Linked DNA regions of Sus scrofa: region 2 is linked to region 1. The links are chromatin contacts, called in public Hi-C maps. All regions are on one chromosome and are shown on one strand. Each heading gives the region's core, a stretch centred on a gene start, on an enhancer-like site or on the middle of the called end of the contact. The rest is flanking DNA. Distances are from core to core; before and after follow the strand shown.

Region 1 (3,291 bases), core at 431-2,930:
TGCTAAGTGGGGCAGGAGGGACAGTAAAACATTAACTGAACACCTGCTACCTGCCTAGTACTGATAAAGGATTTACATAAATTTAATTATCACCGTAATTATTTGATGAAGGGACTGTTACTGTCCTTTCCATGGGTGAAAAGGCTGATATGCAGAAGAAAGTTAATTAATTTTCCACGTGGGCTATTCAGGCAAAGAGTCTGGTTCTAGGTTCAGAATCACGCTCTGCCTGACCTCAAAAAGCATCCTCTTTCCTTTGTGTCAAGCTGTAGCCAAAAAGACACAATTCCACTCTCTCTTGTAATCTAGTAAGAAAAGTGAGACGCATCCAGAAGGGCTGTCCATATGGCTTCAGATAAGGCAGAGAGACATCAGGTTGGTGGGATCCAGGAAGTCTTCATGAAGGAGGAAAAAGCTGACCTAGATTTTAAAGCATGAGGGAGGCGAGGAAGCTCTTGCAATGAGTATATTCCTCACTGTAGACTCTTCACCTGGATATTTTTAGTTTAATGCACAGCAATTCAGGGTTGGAAATATGTTAGGTTCAGGTCACTCATGAGAAATATGTGAGACGAAAAGGTGAAGAAAATTCCTGGAGGCTTTACACATAGTGAGTGGTAGAGCTAGAATGATGGGATTAGAATTTCAACAGGTAGAGATGGAGTGACGGGCACCCCTGGCAGAGGGGTGAGCCAAGGTGAGGCTCTAGGAGTGTGCGGGGTATCCAGAAGACACTGAGGAGCCCAGCGGACTTGGGTTCAAGGAAAGGGAGAAGAGATACTGCAAAAGGTATGTTGGAACCAGAAGTATAAAAGGCCTGGCATGCCAACGTTTGAGCAGTTTGGAGTTGCTGGTGGTTCAGTGGGTTAAGGATTTGGCGTTGTCACTGCTGTGGCTCTGGTTATCCGCTGTGGCATGGGTTGATCCCTGGCCCAGGAACTTCCGCATGCTGTGGGCGCAGCAAAAAAAAAAAAAATAATAATAATAATAATAATAATAAATTTACACTTGGTTTGATACGATTTTAGGGACCTAGATTACTTTGAACAAAGGACTGAGATGAAGCCTGGGTCAGCAGTTTATGTGAGAAGCTGGAAGAGGGAACCCATTAGGATGTCAGAAGTCTCAAAAAGGAGTCCTGTTGTGGCTCAGTGGGCTACAAACCCGACTAGTATCCGTGAGGATTTGGATTTGATCCCTGGCCTCGCTCAGTGGGTTAAGGACCCAGCATTGCCGTAGCTGTGGTGTCGGCCGGCGGGCAGCTGCAGGTCCGATTCACCCCTAGCCTGGAAATCCATATGCCACATGTGCGGCCCTAAAAAGCAAACAAAGGAAAAAAAAAAAAAAGTCACAGAAAGATGTCAGAGGGACCTGAAGCGATGGGACGAAAAGGAGAACGCGGTCCATTTTCTTTGAAAATCGCCCAGAGCGTCTGCTTTGCTCTTGTGCTTTTGTTACTGCTACGCATGTACCTTCTGTGATTTACCGAGGAAAAGAAGGTTGGTAGATCTCCAGTAGAAGGGAGGTTCCGAACGGCCTTGTGGGTTCCTTGGACTATTAAAAGAACTCAAACAGGAATTGCTTCAGAAGTGCCGCCTCGCCCTTTAGTCCATTTCTGCCTCCCTTCCTGCACTGAGATATTTTCGTCTCTCCATGGTCTTCTGAGCTCTCCTTTCCCTAAGCCTTCAAACAACTCTAGGGTTTCGTTTGCCTTCCAGATGGCCTCCTACCCCTTGCCAGACTCCGTGGAGGTTTCTGATATTCCCAGGAACCGTATACTCTCACTGGTTGGCCTTCGCAAAGGCAAACTCTTCCTGTGGAATCAATGCAGAGATAAGAGTCCTGTAAGAGGCCCTATCTGTCCCGGAAAGCCATCTTCTCACACACGCAATTTTATCCTGCCTTGTGTAGGCTAAACTGACTGTGCGTTACCACCTCTCTTCAGAGATACCAGCCTAGCAACCATTATGTTGTCTTTGCAACTTCAGGAGCACAGGGGTTAATGTTGCGCTATCAGTGAGGTTCACACTGGCTGGCCTTTGCAGCTGATAGATGTTTTACTTTGGCCTTATAAAGACATTTTACCCGCTGGAAACCCTTGTCGCATGACAGGATCAAAAATAGCCCGGCTGCAGCCCTTGCTGTCCATCACCACATGCAAACTGGCAGGAGCGGAGGCTCTCTTAGCCGCGTCTGCACATCATGGACAGGGCCGGCCTCCAGGGCCAGTGTTTCATAAAGCCACACCTGTCGTTGTGAGCGAGCCAGTCACCTGACCTGCAGGGAAGTTCTGAGTTGTGTGCATGACCAGGCATCTGGTTTCTGACAAGCAACTGAGAACATCTCTAAGTGTCCTCAGAAACACTTGATGACGTTGTTTCTCCTGGCACTGGGAAAGATCTACAAGTCTAGTAAAAATGGAGTGTATTTTTATCATCAGGGTCAAGGTTCGCCACCCGCTGTGATAAATTCATCTTTTCCATGGATGTCCGTTTCATGGGTGCTTTCAGTAAAACTCTGAAAAGGCAAAGCAAAATTTATGTTCACGAAATCTGAACATGGAGTTCTCTGTTCGGAGTTCTTTAAAATTTGAAGATGGTACTTGTGCTTGTATTTCTTATAAGTTGCTTTGGCAACAACCAGATGGCATTATAGTGTGATATTTTTAGAAATCCAGGGGGTTTTGATGGAGATTATTCTAAAGAAGGATGAAAATAAATCAGATACTCACGGTAGTGTTTTAACTGGGCAGTTATGAATCGCAAGAGAACTGAGATGCATGGTTTTTTTCCAAATGCCTCTTGCGATTTATTTTTTTTTTAACAAAATTAACCTTTACGTAAGGTCGTTGGAGTGTGTCTTGTATGTAACCTCTGAATATGTAATTGTAAAAGGAACTTGGTTTTGTTTCACTTTCTAGAACTTTTGCAGGATAATACATAATAGAATTGATTTGTATAAAATCTCTACCCGTAGGGAAGATTTAAAACAGCTATGCTAATAAATCTGTTTCTGTTGAGTTAGAGGATAAGAGGTAGTTGATGCGCCACAAGAAATGTTTCCTTACGCTTATTATTATGTAACCTTTTAAAGTTGATATTAATTTTAGAAATATTTAGTTCTGTTCCCCTGTCGCTACCTTTTCCCTCAACCTCATCATTTCCCCAAAACCCCTTCTGTCTGTCTTGCATAGAGATAAACAAGCTGGCTGACCTTCGGTTGCCTGATAGTCAAACAGGTTTGATTGACCCTTGTGTCCTTATGAATTTAATGGAGAAAAAAGAAAGAAAG
Region 2 (3,243 bases), core at 106-2,605, 220 kb after region 1:
GCCTCATTTTTTTAACTCATAAGTCAATAAGCATAATGGGAAGTCTTCCCATGAAGATAACAGTTCTGTAGATTTGTTTGGGAAGACTGTACTTTCCTGCTTATGGTCCCTATGGGGCATAATCGTGCCCACACATGATGAATGGTACCCATCCCTCGCAGGAGCGAGCTAATGACACCTGTTCCCCAGCAGCCTGCACTGCATGCAGCTGATAGTATAACACCCCCTGCTGCAGCTTAAAAGCTATAGAGAAAATATCAGAGTTAGGCAGAGTTAAGTCAGTTCCAGGAGAGTAACTGCCTTCTGCAATCAAGCGTGATGAAATCTATGATCCCGGGGTTCCCATCGTGGCTCAGTATCCACAAACCTACCTCAGTATCCCTGAGGGTTCGGGTTTTATCCCTGGCCTCACTCAATGGGTTGGGGATCTGGTGTTGCCGTGAGCTGTGGTGTAGGTCACAGATGCAGCTCAGTTCCTGCGTTGCTGGCACCTGAAGGTCAGATTCGACCCCTAGCCTGGGAACTTCCATATGCCGCACGTACTGCCCTAAAAAGCAAAAATAATAATAGTAATAATAATAATAGCTATAGATATATGATCCTAGAGTACCCTGGGGGCCTAGAAGTTAAGGATCCAGTGTTATCACTGCTGTGGTGTGGGTTCCATCCCTGACCTGGGAACTTCCACATGCCGTGGGCGTGTGGAAAAAAATCTATGATCCTTTGTGGATATTACAGACATTGTTATTTCGTAGAAGCCATGTCTAATATGTATCTTCAGGAAAATGACATAAATGAATGGCAATATGAAGTAAAGTAGGTGTAAGTTATATGTATTCTCCATATCCTGGGATAGAGAAAAACTGGATAATATACCCAGGAGTTTCCTCCACCATTATGACTCTCATTTCTTTAGCTCTGACTGTAATGGCAAACTCAAACATATTTTTATATTTATCTGGCTAATCTAAGCAAAAAGAAATTAATTGTATAGGCCTATTGAAAAAGAAATAATATTTGAAAACCTAAGATAGCCAAATCCCCTGTCCAAACTAACTGAATAAGTGGTTGGTACTTCATGCTTAATCACAGCTAATATGCAATCCTCTGGAGAATTTAAAGAGAATATTTTCATGTAAGCCCATTTGGTGGATATGGAACTCGAGATGTCCCATCATTACCACCTAAAATCTGGTTCCCTCCACAGTTAGCAAAATGTTCTCTCCTATGTTAGCATCTAAAATAATTACATCACCAATGTGGCCTACATTTTGCAGGCTGTTTCTACCAACTGGCTAGACAACTATTTTCTCAAATTAATTTCATACTCCATAGTTTACAGAAATAAGTCCCTCTTCAACATCCACCAGACAGAATATATTTCCAATAGGACCCCAGGGGGAAAAAAGCTCAGACTTCATTAACACTTCAGAAAAGGAATCAGAGAGCTTTGGCATGGGAATCAGAAGAGCTGGTTTCCATTCTGGATCTGCCACTAACCAGAGATATGCCCATTTGACAAATACCTGTGACACTTTTAAAGACATGTAATTCTGGAGTTTCCATTGTGGCTCAGCGGTAACAAACCTGACTGGTATCCATGAGGACTCCAGTTCCATCCCGGGCCCCACTCAATGGGTTAAGGCTCCGGCAGTGCTGTGAGCCTCAGCGTAGCTTGGAGACATGGATCAGATGTGGCGTTGCTGTGACTATGGCTTAGGTCATCAGCTGCAGCTCTGATTAGACCCCTAGGCTGGGAACTTCCATAGGCAGTGTCAAAAAAAAAATTAAATTAAAATTAAAAACAAAAAAGAGCAGCAGAGACAGAAGCAAATCAATGCATTTCGTGTTCATTTGTACCAACACTTGAGAGTTCATAAATATCTGTTCTTTGACGTTCAGAATAGTTTTGCACGGCTGAGTGGATCCAGGCCGATCCTCCCTCCCTTGACCTTTCTGCGCGTTGATACACTTTCCAGCTTCGCACAACGGGCGCGCTCTCTCTGGCCTCTTTCCTCCCTTATGTCACAGTCATTTTCCTCACACACGCTACCAATGTTCGGCTTTTTATTGCATGCTCTCCATACCTAAAAAGCTTTCCCCTCACCTCCAATTCTCATATTTCCCAAGTCAACTCGAATCCTAACCTAAACCTAAAATAGTCCATTCTTTTAATGGAATTTCCTGGGCACCGTATGTGTAGGTACATGTGACTCAGAGCTCTTCCATATACATTACGGGGAGCCAGTCCGTGGTCCTTGGTGTGTGTTAGTGTAAGTCGGAGAAGACAGCATGGATGATTTTTAAGATGCTCGGGTTCTGCAGTCGGCTTTGGAGAGTGTGCTGGAGAGCTTAGCTTTGGAAATTCCTCCACCTACTGGCTGCCTGAAGTCGCTTTGCGCTCTACGGTGTTGTGCCTTGAGTCTGCCTATTTTCAAGAATAGCACGTACCTTAGGCGAAGGCTGACACATTGATAAATCATTTTGAATTCCTAAACGAAAAAGTTCTATGATGAAGAAAGTGTATTCTTACGCTGTACAATATTTAAAAGCAGATGATAAATTTCTTAATGCTGCTTGGCGACCACTGGAGGGCAGAAAAGCATCATAAAACAATTCCCTCCAAGTTTGGCTAGAGAAGGAAAGGAGGCCTTGCATGTGAATTTCTAGAAGTTAGAAATAAAATTTTTTTCTACATTTAATCCTTCATGTGGTGCATTGAACATATTTTCAGATGAAATCTCTGGTGGTGGTGACACTTTTTTTTTTCCAAATTGTTTTCTGTCAGTATATCAGGTCAAACAAACCTTTATTCTAAAGTATACTTTAAAAACCAATTTGCCATCAGGAGGTGGGTTGGTCAAATACTACTACTAGAAATAATTGAAATGGAGTTCCTATCGGGGCTCAGCATCCATGAGAACGCGGGTTTGATCTCTGGCTTCGCTCAGTGGGTTAAAGATCCAGTGTTCTGATTGGACCCCTAGCCTGGGAACCTCCATATGTCTCGGTGCAGCCCCAAAAGACAAAAAAAAGACCAAAAAGAAAAAAAAAGAAAAAGAAAAGTTGAAATATGTTGATTAAACTCTCACTAAAAATTAGATAAGTCATTACCAAAACAGCAGTTTCATGGCTGCCGGGTTGTTAGGAATCCTTTCAGTTATCCTCACGCAACATGGATCCAATCATGGTTTAAATTATTAGCTTCTTCCCTGACAACTTCTCTTCCAAAAGAAGATGAGG

The links. Hi-C and Micro-C count contacts between places; a contact is called where the count stands out from the background.
Region 2: a contact with region 1 is called in a Hi-C map of fetal heart ventricle, with 7 times the contacts expected there. The contact joins two enhancer-like sites. A contact is called at or near these places in 5 of 47 Hi-C or Micro-C datasets (embryonic fibroblasts, fetal heart ventricle, fetal skeletal muscle and 1 more) and 1 of 2 datasets of contacts at active chromatin or transcription factors (skeletal muscle).

Annotation. Positions count from the first base shown.
Region 1 is chr7:13,133,156-13,136,446 of Sscrofa11.1, forward strand. The region is part of intron 3 of RBM24 (RNA-binding protein 24); the gene reads left to right. Among named protein-coding and RNA genes, the nearest start is that of RBM24, 8.3 kb to the left of the region's middle. Within about 2 kb of position 1,681, at least 10 of the 83 cell types and tissues checked have an H3K27ac peak or open chromatin away from gene starts, as enhancers often do.
Region 2 is chr7:13,357,521-13,360,763 of Sscrofa11.1, forward strand. No RefSeq gene overlaps it. Among named protein-coding and RNA genes, the nearest start is that of FAM8A1, 19 kb to the right of the region's middle. Within about 2 kb of position 1,356, at least 3 of the 83 cell types and tissues checked have an H3K27ac peak or open chromatin away from gene starts, as enhancers often do.